Linked DNA regions of Danio rerio: region 2 is linked to region 1. A link is a contact called in public Micro-C data. All regions are on one chromosome and are shown on one strand. The core of a region is the stretch at or near the end of the contact, and the rest is flanking DNA. Distances in the headings are between cores, read along the strand shown.

Region 1 (6,989 bases), core at 1,326-3,825:
ACTAATATGCCCCTTAGAAAAAACCGATGTGGATTTTTTGGGGGTACAAATATGTGTCTTTTGAAAAGGTACTGCCCCAGTGACAGCTCCTGTACCTTTATTTCTGAGAGTGTATTAAATAGTAAGTTTTATTTGTTGGGTCATCTGTCCCATTAACATTGTTTTTTAAAGATACCTCTATTTGCTACTAAAATAAATGCATAGAAAACTGATGGAAATGTTGGTTTATAATGGCTTTATAAACTATTCTTTCGGAATTGTTTGATTTATGTAAAAAAGAATGCATACCTTTGCATAGTAGGCCTACTTTTGTGTTGCTTTTGATATCAAGGCTGTATAATACAAATATAATATTATTTCCTCTGACTTTTAGATTTGTTTTAAGAGAACATTTTATTTTGTTCATTTGTGTAATTGTAATATCGTTGATAGGCTAAGATCTATGTAAATATTTTATTTTATATGTTATTATAGTTTGTTTTTTTTCCTGTAAATACTATTAAGTGTTTTAACGAGAATGTTTATACATTTAATGAATTAAATTAAATCCGTTTTAATTTATTATTACATTTTAATGAATAATTTTATTTAAATAATTTTTTATATTTGTTTTTAATTATATTTTCACTATATAATTTCCACTATATAAGTATATATTAATTCCTTATTTTTTTTTACTTATTTAATTGTCTGTTTTAGCCACTTGGATATTCAGCAACACAATTTGCTTTATTTTGCTTGACAATTATCTGAGATTCAATTTACACTTAATAATCAATTGCAAAAAAATCAGATAATATATTGCCTATATAGACTATACTGTAAAAAATGTTTTTGAAGTAGATTTGACAAGACTTGTATCTTCCTGCTATTCATTTCAAAGGCACCATTTGTTTTGAATGAATTACATTTTGTTAGTATTTTCTGAGTTTCTACAATTCATCTTTTTTTCAATGTGCATTCTGCTTAAATGTGTTCAGAATTTGTTTGTATTATTATCTGTGGCTTTTTTTTATTCTCTATGATCGATGATGACCTTGCAGTGCTTCTACAAACTTGAGATTTTTTCTTTCAGATGCTAATCTGACTCAGGATTTGCAGTTTTTCCTGACACAGATCAGGGCAGGATATTAAGTTGGCAAACCAGTTGTGGACTGGTGCATCGCAGGGCATCTTTTAGCCCAGACGAAGTGCTTTTCACGCTCTGAGACAGCAGAAAATTGCTTCCAGTGACTCATCTGGCGATTTCGGGATATTATTCGGGGCGATGTTGTGTGGTTACAAAGTTTGCTGTTAACAAAGCATCTGTCCCATTTAAGTTTAACTTGCTTTTTTTTTGGACATCTTACAAATCTAACAAATCAATTAGTTTTTTCATTTATATTTAAATCTATTTGTATTGGTATCTTAATTGATTTCTATAATTATTAGATACTATTTTTTATGTCAAAATATTATAAATATGAAAGTATAAAGATTGAATACAGATCCTTTTTCTTCAAAATGCAACAGCATGCGACTAGTTTAGCTTCAAAAGATTGAGAAACACATGACACATATGAGCGGTTATTTTTATGAAATCACTTGTGCTATAAAAAGTGCCATAAACAGAAGCAATAAATAAATGGCTCATCTTTCTGTTGAATGCAAGAACATGCAGCCAGTTTCGTTACAAAAGAGTCAAAACACATGACTTGAATGACTCACGATCATGGAGTGTTTATTAAATTTTTTTATTTTATTTTATTTTATTTTATTTTTTTTGTTTTTTAACAGTCTGCTTTAGAATTTGGAAATTTCTAGTTTATTTTATTTGTTTTTATTTTTTACCAATCCACTTTGGAAATTTTATTTTAATTATTTATTGATTTATTTATTTTTTTAACAATACACTTTGGAAATCCTCTTTAATTTCAATTTTATTTAATTTTTTTATTCATTTCATTCATTTTTAACAGTCCACTTTAGAATTTCTGTTGGAATTTATTTATTTACTTATATTTTTTTTTTGTTTCTTGTTTTTCAAACAATACACTTTGGAATTCATGTTGAATTGTATTTTTTAATGTAATTTAATTTTATTTTTATTTTTTATTTATTTAGATTTTTCTTTCACTTTGGAATTCCTATTGGATCTATTTATTTATTTTATTGTTATTTTATTATTGTTGTTTTTTTGTGTGTGTTATAATATACTTTGGAATTCCTGTTGGAATTTGTAAGTTTTTATTTATTTTATTTTTAACAATACACTTTGGAATTTATTCTGTTTTATTGTGTTCTATTTTATTCTATTCTATTTTTTTCCATGATGCAACACATTGTGAGTTTAATTGGAACAATTCCATCGTGTTTCTGCTCTCCAGGGTTAAGGAGGGGCCCTTTATTAAAATCCAGCTAGTTTCTAGTCCTCCAGCTGCAGTTCTCCATTGAGACGAAACCAACATCCACAAAAACTAAAGGAAGAATTACAATTAAACACGACATGAGACCCAGATGCACAAAAAAAAAAAATCTCCTCCTCCGCACACAGCTGTCTTTGGAGAACATGTCATTTGGGACTGTTTAATCTACACACCTACGTTCAATCACACACACCTATATCCCATTCACACGCAAGCACACATTTACAACAGCTAACGCTAACACTAAAAGGCTCGCTTTTTCAAAACAAATTGCTCTCCGCCCATGTACACCTGGCTGTCAGGTGCAATGTCGGAGTCATTCACAGGAAGACATTTGTATTCATTTGTGCGATGAGAAAAGCTCTATTATGAGTGAGGTGAATGAAGGAGGCTGCGTTTGACAGCTCGGGGTAATGACTAGCCTCAGCCCTCTTTCCTAGCGACAGGTTCATTACATTACCCCATGTCTCGAATCATCGTCTGATCTGCCATGTTGTAATAAAGATGAATATCTCCCCATTTCAATTTTGCCTCATAAATTGCACATGGAGCTGGAATGGCAGCTGTTTTTGCTTTTTTTTTCCCCACTTCGACATCGTGGCCTCTTTTGGTTCCAACAAAGGCATTGAACTGTCGACGTTGAGGTATGACTATTTAAGCAGTTCTGGATTTGCATTGATGCCGGTGGTAATGTGAATAGATTGATTTGTCTGAACAACTGCGTATTGAGATGAAAACCAAATGGCGCATGTAGGAACCGGACGCTTTGCCTCGCGAGCTAAAGACCGGTTGTTATTGTTGGTGATTAAATTCTTGCTCTTTGAGGGAGATGTCTCTGTGTTTGTGTGGTTGTTCACTCCCTGTTCCAGCCTTCACAAACTTTTTTAGCCAAGAAAGTGCCCTATTTGATGTTTGTAAATGTGCTACTATCTCAGATCTCTGTGCACCGGGGGAAATCCTCTACCCTTTTTTTTTTTGTTTAGTGGAAAAACGCTGTTAAATCTGACCTTTGCACTCCCTGCGGTCCTTGTCTTTCTGCTGTAGACAAGACAGACGTGGCCTGTCAAATCTCTGCCCTTTTTAAGAGTTCTTGTGTTTGGTTGGGATGTTCAGGGTTTGCTTTGTTACAGCTGAAAATGATTGCAATTCCTGTATAAATTTGTTGGAATTAAGGTGAATAGAAATTCATATGTCTTTATATAAACAAAGACTGCATATAAATTATATTATCATGTAATCTGACGTTTTGTATGTACTGTGATTTACTGTGAACAGCTCACAACACAACTTTTATTCAACTGTTCTGTCTGGTTCTCGAATCTGATTGGCTGACAGTTGTGGGATATTCTGCAATATCAGAACTCATACAGCCTCTTTACTCTTGTGTATTACTCCGTCCACACGAAATGATAACAGATCAATAAACTTACTACAGTTTGAAAAATATTGCAGCTGTTGGACAACATAATGAACTTTTGAGCCATTTTAAGGTAGAATGTAGTTGTTTATATTGCAACTATGCAGTTTATTTATAAGGATAGTGCTAATTTTAAATATTTATAATTTCAGAGACAGCACATCGGCGGCCATTTACCTGACATTGAGCAGACTAAAGACGGTTGACATTGTCCATCTACAAGATGACGACAGAGACAGCATGATTTTTTCTTAGAAGAGAAAAACTCATCATTTCTAACAGCTGATTAAATCGTTATAAAATTGGTGAGTGACATTCTAAGTCGATCGCTCTATCTTGTATGTTGTAGTAGTGCTGTATTTATACCATAGTAATTTTAGTGTATTGAATGTGAGATATGACTCATATATGGAATGTGTGTATTTTGTGTTGGCCGCTCTTTGTATAACCCTGAGTTACTTTTTGGTTGGCCATCTTGTTTCTAATGAGTCTCCTGTTTACGTTCATGCAGACTAGTTCAGTAAACAGAAAGAAAAAAGAAATGCCTGCATGTGTTTAGCGTTTTTCCTTATAACAAACACAACAGTAACCCGGTAGTGCTTGTGTTGCTTTGGCTTGTTCGGGGTTAATTATTGGGATCTCCTGATTGCAACAGAGAAATACTGGGAGATATCTCTGTAGACTGATGTCATTTCATGTAGTTCAGCCTTATAATCTTAAAATGTGAGCAAAATGGCCTGTTTTTTCATCATTTTAGACATTACGCTACAGAATCATTCAAATACTAGCACTAAAGTGACGTTGGTGAAGTAGCAATGGTTTCTGCTGTTCTGATGTCAGCCGCAGATGTGAATGAATGGCGGAATAAAGTAGTTCCTCTTACAAAAAGATTTTTAGACTCTCCATTTGATTCTTTTTTTTTATACACACGATTATGCTGTCAAACTGTTGTATAAACGCAATATCACATGAGTTGCAGTGAGAAATTGCTGTATATCGTCACTGGTGGAACACACCTCCCACCGGTGCCGATATACAGCCACATGGCATTGCTACTTATGTGATATTTCTCATTTATCCGTATGGTTTGTCAATGTCAAAACAGAAGACAGCTTTCCTTCTGTTTTAAACTGTCCTGCCATTTTCTGTTTAAAAAGCAAAGAAAATTATCGTATTATTATTATTATTATTATTATTATTATGTAAGTGAAATATGCTAAATCTTGCTAGAAGCATGTTGCCTATGGCATTACTGTACATTCTAGTTGTGTTTAATCATGTTTGAAACATTCAAACGTTAAAACATGTTTGCAACATGCTAAAACAATAGCATGGTAGTTCATATTAACAGTAATGTGTACCATTAGCTGTGTTGAATCATGTTAAAAACATGTTAAATTTAAAAGAGCAAGCAGCATGTTGAAATGTGAGCAGCATCTCTGAGAGGACAGTGTGTGCAGAATTTGTCTGTAGAATAAAACCTCATGGCCTGGTATTGCAGAGTGAGGGAAAGAGAGCAATGTGGAAGTATGAACACGCGTTAAGCATGTTAACATAAGCTTGCAACATACTGAAACAGAAGCATGAAGTAACATGTTAACACTTGTTAGCAGCTTATTAAAACATGCTAGCTAAACATTAGTAACATGCCAGCAGTGCATAAAACAAGTTAGCGGTGTGCTAACTTTAAACCTTTGAACCGTCTGTTAGCAATTTAGTTTCAACTTTAACGCTTTATAATGTTAATAATGTTTTTGTACAGATGTCTTTATTATTATGATTGTAAATTCGAGAGAAGGAGAACTTTTATTGTATCAGAGCTCTTATTTGAAAGCTTTCAAGACACTCAATTAATATAAAACATGTTATTACAGCATTTAAATGATACAAGTCAACATATGCAGTTACTAAACTACTTACTTTAAAACCTTCATAATATTTACCCCATAGAATTTCATTGTAGTTATATTACTGTATCTTGTTTATGGTAAAAAAAAGAATGCAGTTCTCATAGAAAAACTCCATGAGTTGCAAACATTTGTGAATGCTAAAAATCTTCAAACTAAAAAAGAAGACGACTAATTGTTAAAAAGCTAGTCGATGACCCATCCCACCATTAATGGCTGATGTGGAAGAGTTTGAGAACTGAATCTTAGAGCTCTTTTGCTCATGTGTTGAGACTGGATCGTCCCGTCTCCTCGCCCCTCCTCTCCTGGCACCAAGACCCCAAACAGACCACAGAGGAATCTCAAACATCCTGAATACAACCAGATGTGTAACCTCAGCCCCCAGCCCTCGTCTTCCTTCCCTCATCTCTCTCTGTCTCTCCTTCCTCCTAGTCAGTCTATTCCTCTTTTTTTGGGCCCTGACCTTACAATTCTGGGCCTCTTATGAAAACAAACCATTGAGTAGTAGTGATGCCTGCGGGTCACTGCCGCTTTAAGGCACTGAGATCTGACTTGACCTCCAATCAGAATTCCTGAATCTGTGTTCTGTTAAGTATGACTGTCTTTTTTCATCTTTTCTTCTTCCAGTCTCTTTTTTTCATGTCCTAATCTTGCTGATCTTTGACCGATGAGCAAAATCGATGAATATTTCGTCAAAATCGATGAATAGTTCGTCAAACAATGTGGAATTGTTGTACTTTAGTGAAATGTAAATGGAGCTATAAGTTCTGTGTTTTTACTGGCAGATGAAAACAATTAGGTGCAGTACTAAAGAGTTAGATCAATGGGGATCATGAAATCAGGCTCATTGATTTCATCAGTAACTACTCTGTAAAAAGCGATTAGTTGACTTAGTGAGAACCTGTTGTTAAAGAGATTAGTTGTGTGAGTAAACCAGCTGCCTTTAAATTATTGAGCAAATAAACTGTGCATAATTAAAATTAAGTTAAGATAACCTAATAGTTCCTAGTTACAATGGTTTACTCAATTTTTTTTTAAGTTACTAATCACTTTTTACACTGTATTAAATAAATATAAAAAAAAATTTGCCAGTTCAAAAGGTTGCCAAAAAGTCTTTTTTATTGTATATTGCAATCATTTTGCGGATATAGATGTTTATTTTAAGTACCCAATGTTAATCTACGGCTGCGTCCGAAATCATATACTTCCATACTATATAGTATGCTAAAAACAGTATGCAAGCAAAGCAGTATGTCTGAA
Region 2 (6,989 bases), core at 2,005-4,504, 60 kb before region 1:
GATTGTTTAAATATGTAAATAAGCGATAAATCACGCGTGGGAGTCGCGAGAATGTGCAAAGATAAACGAAGTCGATTAAATCGTTTACCCGAATTTACCGCGTGCGTAAAACGCGACATTCTTTGGTATTTGTATGGTCATAATACATATGATTATGCTTTTGGATTGTCAAAAAAACATGATACTTTTTTTGCGAGTGTCATGTTGGCTTCTGTTCAGGGTTTATAAACCAGATTTGCCTCCAATTCCTTGAGGTCTTGCAGAAACAGGATTTTCGGGTTTTACACATGTTTGCATGTTGTTGACAGTGGCGCCCCCAGAAAATTTTCTTAGGGGTGGCCAGAAGAGGCCGCACCAAATCTTGGGGTGGCACACAAAAAAAAATAATGAATTCAGTGTAATGTTATATTTTTGTTTCTGGTAAACGAAATAATGTAGTTTTATTCATTTAATTAATTCTACTTGAAATATTGCAATTTATTCTTTGAAATAATTCAGCAAATACATGTGCAAACCAAATAAAAATCTATGTTTAGTTTAAAAACACTTTTCATATACTGTATAAATGACTTCTTTTTTTACGTGCCTTTATTGTACATCATACGAGATATGCCATGTCTAAAATTAATGAAGATTAATGAGTTTATTATTCCCAGTGATGGGTTGCAGCTGGAAGGGCATCCGCTGTGTAAAAATGTGCTAGATAAGTTGGCGGTTCATTCTGCTGTGGTGACCCTGGATTAATAAAGGGACTAAGCCGAAAAGAAAATGAATGAAAGAATAATGAGTTTATTAATTACCCAAACAAATGAACAAACTGAACAAAAGGCATTACTATACACACTCACTATACCTAATAATATTATTTATCCATATTGCTTTTTGAACCATTTTATTAATGCAGCTTCTTCTATTGATATACTGTAGCTTAAGGTAAATATTAAATATCCATTGCTGTCTATTGAAGGTGTGTGCGTGCTGTCAAGGACGATCGGGGAGGGTAGTGGCGGTTCTAGTTTAAATGACACCCTGGGCGAACCACCCTATACACCCCCACCTCTCTTGAATTGTTAGATTTGTTATTCAATAAATATAACAATTTATTTATATTTATTCTAAATAAATACAATTAATATTAATATACAATTATTATTCTAAATAAATAACAGAAATCAGTCCTAAATATTACTGGAAAACAACAACTGGAGTGATATGCCAACATCACTTAAGAAACCTTTTACATGAAAATTAATTATGACAATTCTAAAGAATACAAAAAATGTATTATAGAATTATCTGTGGTCTTAGACCAGATCATGGCTGAGAAATCATGTTATGAAGTCTTACCTCCCTGACTCATTATCCCTCCTTTCTGCTTTAAAGGCATGCTTAGTGAAAGTAACATCATCATCATCATCATCATCATCATCATATTATATAAACTTTAAACGACTTTCAAAACTCGCTGCGTGCCGACACTTCTGCACAAAAGGCTGCTACTCCGGTTTCACGGCGCATGAGCGGTGCCTATTATGTCGGCGTGCATGCAAACAACCAACCGGGATTCACACAGGAGTGCGTGAGGCGCGCGGGAATGGTTTTCCGCGCGCATGCGTCAGTTTGCTTTCACCAGCATTGAACCAGAGGGGGAGAGCTACGTCAGTAACACCAACAATAATTTAGTGACTGCATTTTATTTATTTATTTATGTATTTATTTATTTATCTAAATATTGGGAATTTATAAGTTCATTTAAATCAATAATGTCAACCGCAAAATTATTTTGGGGTGGCCAAAGGGGTGGCCACAGGGGTGGCCAGAGTTTACCGAGGGGTGGCCGTGGCCACCCCTGGCCACCCCTTGGAGGCGCCCCTGGTTGTTGATAACTCAAACTGTTTTCCTTCTCTGTTTGCTTTTTGTAGCAGGATGTTTGCTCCTAACACTGTGCTGATGCCAGACATATGCTGTCTTAAAGGGCTAGTTCACCCAAAAAATGGCCTTCAGGTCATCCGTGCTGTGGTTGATGTTTATCATAAGTTAAAAGACCCTTAGAATGCAGATTGAGAGTCAAAAAACAAATTTAATCACTGCTTATAATACACATGCCACAACAATGCAAGAGGGCTAATTGCAGATTATGTTTATAAATATTGGCAGTTTTACTTTATAAGACATGTATTGTCATGCCATGTGAATTGAAGTGCCCTGATTATGAATTATGAAAGGCCATAGTTTGGTTTTGGGAGTCCCCAACAACAGGTATCTATGCAACTTAAGAAAGCTCTTTAATTGTCTTATAATAGGCATTTGTCTTTAATATACAAGCTTTTTAAGCACACTTGTAGGCAACGTTTTGTTTAGATGTCACAAAAATGGCTGATGATTCGTATGCATGACAATTCATATTATGGACTCTTTGTTTTTGAGAGTCCATGACTGTAGTTTGTCAGCCTGATCTCACGAGAAAACGTAAGTATTTTATGTATTGGCAGTTTAGTGGCTAATTCGTACGAATTCGTACAAGTTCAGTCGTAAGAAATTGTACGATTTTAAAAAGGAGGTGTGGCATCTAACCCCACCCCTAAACCCAACCGTCATTGGGGGATGAGCAAATCGTACTAAAATGTACGAATTAGATTGTACGAATTTGCCATTAAATGAAAAAGTTACGAATTGCCGTGAGATTGTGTTGAGTTTATACACATTACACTTTCTGATTTAAACCTCAGCTGTATGTTGTTATTCACATAGAGCTGTGTTGCATGCATGAAAGGAAATTTTCCAAAATCCATAATAGCGGCACTTTTATTTTGACTTTAAAAGTCTTAGTTAGCTTTAATTTTCAACGAATTTCCAATTAAAATCTTTTATGATGTTCTGTTGATGAAAAAAGTCAACTAATAGAATAGCTTCCGCAATCCCACCTAAGATGCTCTTTAGGGATGTAAAACCAAGTTTAATGATGGGATGTTGTGTTCGATTGTCCGTGAACCATTTGTCACAGCCTGTGTGTGTGTGTGTGTGTAAAGCTATCTCTGTTGTTGACGCCATCATCTGAAGAGTTTCACTTACATTCATTTCATTTTCTCCTGGCTTGTTTATTCTCCCAATTACACCCAGCTCTCATATTATACAAGCTGTTGTGATAAAATCAACTGTAATGGGGTAATCAAATTTCCCTCTCCTCTGTAATTGGATGGCTGCGTTGTTGTTTATATCGTATTGAAGTTAAGTGCTTGCAAATGTTACACAACCGATCATCATTTTGAATGTTTGTTTATGAGTTAAAGGTATGTGTTAAAGCATTACTAAACTGCTGAATCTTTTCCTGGAAGTTTCAAGTGCATTAGATTGGCAGCTATGCTCAAAAGCTCACCTGGATGGTTATTTCAGATGGAGAAAGCGACGCCAGATGGCATTTAGTACTAATGCACAATGTTTCTTGGAAATTTCTTTATTCGTATCTTGTGCATAAAGAGGTTAGTTTGCCCTAAAACGAAAGTTTAATTGTCCAAACCCATGAGAAATCTTTGAAACACAGATGGCAATATTTTAAATCAAATCTGAGAGCTTTCTTTTTTCACTCAGAAGAGATGAATTATCCATGTGAATCAACCAGTTTAATCAAAGCGTTCTGAAGAGACAGGGTAGCATTATAAGATAAACATTTTTAATTCAGAATGTATTTAGTTCTTAAACCATTTTGAGGCATTGAAGGAGTTTTGGTTGAATAGACATTTATTGGAGTGAAACAAGTCTCTTACGTTTGATTTCATTCAGTCTTTATTAAAAAACAAACAGAAGTCTTGTGTGTTTGGACCAACTTGAGGGTGAGTAAATGATGACAGATTTTTCATTTTGGGGTGGATTTAACGCTTTAAATCCACTTTTAATCCTCACTTTGTTAACCTAAACCCTAGTTACACCAATGATGTGAAAAAAATATCAGGAGTGATTTGTGATTGCATTAGTTTTGGAGTGCTTGCACTGATTTGATGACTATAATTAGACGAATATTAGCTCAGTTGAAGGGTATTATTAACAATTAACTTTCTATTGCCTGACTTCTTAGTGTGTCACATTAAAATAAAATCAAGTAGTAACTATGCTGTAAAAAAATACTGTATTTAGCAGATTTCCATATTTTTGAATTCATATTTTTATTTTTCCTTATTTGTTTATGCTTTTGAGTTGCATTATGGGATTTTTATCTGTCTTCCAGCTATTTTTAACATGAAAAAGTTTTTTAAAAGTGACTTTTATTAATGTTTTTAATAGTTTAGAGTGATATATTGTCTGAGTTGGTGTTTTTGTTTTATGGTACAAAACCTTGTAGTAAACTGCCAGTACATTTTTTGTTATTTTACACTTTTTTTCTCTCTATTTTATTATTATTTCATTTAAATTAAATTGAATGTTTTTAAACTACTGAAATGTCAATAAAAGTCACTTTGTTAAACTGTAGGGTTGAATTTCAGCATCAAAAATCGACAAAGCAGAGATTAAAGACCCAAAATGCAATACACAACGGTAAATAAATGGAAAACACTTAAAATACGTAAACGGTTAATAAACAGATGTTTTTTTTTACAGTGTAATTTGCTGAAATAAAACAGAAGCTGGAAGCCAGTTTATTATTGAATGTGTTGTTATTCATAATGGAATACGCATAAATGGGCACAAAACTTAGTTCGGATTCCTTTCTACGAGAGCGAACCGGCTGCTCGAGCAGGAAGTCATCCGGCCCCCTCAAGGTCAAAGATCAATGGTCAAAAACAGAGAGAGTGAGTGCACTCTTTTACCCCCTCTTTCTTCCTCTATTCTTCATCTTCTATGAGCAATGACTGTGTTTATTTGTGTTTCTTGATGAGGAACACGCAGGCAATACACAGTGGCCTCATTCATGCACTTCCCGAGGACTTTGTGTGTTTGTATTTGTAGGCTTCACATTCTGTAAGTCTTGATTAAAGAATCAGGATAATCATGTGAAACTCTGGCTCTGTCTTCCTGCTTTGTGTCGCTGACTTGTGTCTCAGCAGTTTCTTTGGTTGGCGTTATTAGAGTGTTGATTGTTATACTAGTGATAATGCTGACTAATTGGTGTTTGTGTGTGATTTCTGTTGGCTGTGTGTTGTACAGTTTGAATCTGTGTTTGTGGTTTCGTTGTTCTTGTTCGTCCTTCGCTGGGCCTCTTGGAGAAGCCCATCTGTGTTCTTGATGTTCACTCAGTCACTCTCACTTCCTGAGCAGCCCACTCATTTATGAGCTAATCACAATGGCCTTTCTCTCTGTCATTTTTGTCATTATGATATTCTGTATTGGTGCTGGATTTGCAGAAGAAGAATTATTAGTTGTTGTTTATTTGCTGTAGTCACTGTTACACTCAAGTTATATTGCTGCTTGTTCAAACTACTAATTTAAAATGAGCTGAATCAACACATTTCTGGAGGTTTTTTGGGTGAAACTTAATTGTTTCATGTTCGTTCGTTCATTCATTCATTCATTCATTTAATTTTCGGCTCAGTCCCTTTATTAATCAGGGGTCGCCACAGTGGAATGAACCACCAACTTATCCAGCATATGTTTTACGCAGCGGATGCCTTTTCAACTGCAACCCAACACTGGGAAACACCCATACACTCTTGCATTCACACACATACATTTACAATGGCCATGCATTATGGCCAATTTTAGCTTATTCAATTTACCTATACCACATGTTATTGGACTGGGGGAAACTGGAGCACCTGGAGGAAACCCGGGCGAACATGAGGAGAACATGCAAACTCCACACAGAAATGCCTACTAATGTTTTATGTTCAATCTACTTAAATTAGTTATGTTAACTTGTTGGATTTCTGCATTTTTACAGTGCAGATTTAACTTTAATGTATAGCTTTACCTTTCCAGTCATATCAAAATAAACTTTCAAGAGTTCGCACTTAGATATTGTTTGACAATGTTAGCAGGTTTGGTTTTGGGAGAGAACCCTGAGCTCGGAGATAATTGAGCCCAGGGTTCCCCTCCTGGTCAATAAGGGGTCCAAGATCAGGTAGGTCTCGAGCTCCTGCTGGTAAAGGAGAAAAAGGAGGAGATGGGGTGGAAGGGGGCATTCTTCCAAAACGAAAATAAGGTAATAGGGGGAAATCGGTCTATTGATTTATTAAAGGCTTGAATCAATCTGATTGAATTATTGCTGATGACAGATGAGAGACCAGCTGCGATCAATCAGATCACATGGTCCTCTCGAAATTAGTTTATAAAACTGGTGTTTATTTATTTGTTTTTTTAATGTATTTTTTTAAATGTTAATCTTAAGAATAGCTATTGAAATATTTGAAGGGAAGGGTTTCAAAGGGTGTTCTGGAGGAATTTTAGTATATTTATCATCAAACAAACTAAAAGATTGTATATGACTTTTCAGTGTTGTTATTTGTATGTTTTTGTTTTTACAGTGAATTTTTATTAAGAAACCAATATGATTGCATGTTTTATCTTGTGTATATTTAGTATAGGGTTTGCAACGAATATAGCCAATGTTGCTGCTATGGCATTAAAATAAATAAATCATGATATCTATAAGCTAATGTGGGCCAAAAACAGTGGCAGAATTTGAATTTAAAAGACCATTGTATTTACTCTACTATCATTCAGATATTTCCAGTAGGCATGGGCTGGTATAAGTTTTTGACGGTATGATAACGTTAGATAAAAGTATCACGGTTTCATGGTATTGTGATTACTGCTCTAAAATAAGTTTTTTTTAAATGTCTGGGTAAATAAATTGCCCCCGTTGAACAAAATACATTTTATTTTAGAAAACAATTATAATATTTTGCAACAGTAAACATGTCGGGCTAAGTAATTAAAATAAATCATTGACTTCTGCTCTGTTCATTACAAACACATTAAAATATCTTACATTTACCTTAGGAATGGTATAACAGAAAATTCTACACTTTTTGAAACCATGGTAAACTTTAAAACTC

Evidence for each region. A called contact is a pair of places that touch in the nucleus more often than the background predicts.
Region 2: a Micro-C map of caudal fin shows a contact between it and region 1, with 5 times the contacts expected there. The contact joins two enhancer-like sites. A contact is called at or near these places in 2 of 18 Hi-C or Micro-C datasets (caudal fin and gastrula embryo).

What each region holds. Positions count from the first base shown.
Region 1 is chr4:15,138,282-15,145,270 of GRCz12tu, reverse strand. It overlaps a transcript of plxnb2a.1 not described here. Among named protein-coding and RNA genes, the nearest start is that of plxnb2a.1, 73 kb to the right of the region's middle. Within about 2 kb of position 2,575, at least 1 of the 62 cell types and tissues checked has an H3K27ac peak or open chromatin away from gene starts, as enhancers often do. A contact at or near this core is called in caudal fin, where this site is marked.
Region 2 is chr4:15,199,451-15,206,439 of GRCz12tu, reverse strand. It overlaps a transcript of plxnb2a.1 not described here. Among named protein-coding and RNA genes, the nearest start is that of plxnb2a.2, 22 kb to the left of the region's middle. Within about 2 kb of position 3,254, at least 1 of the 62 cell types and tissues checked has an H3K27ac peak or open chromatin away from gene starts, as enhancers often do. A contact at or near this core is called in caudal fin, where this site is marked.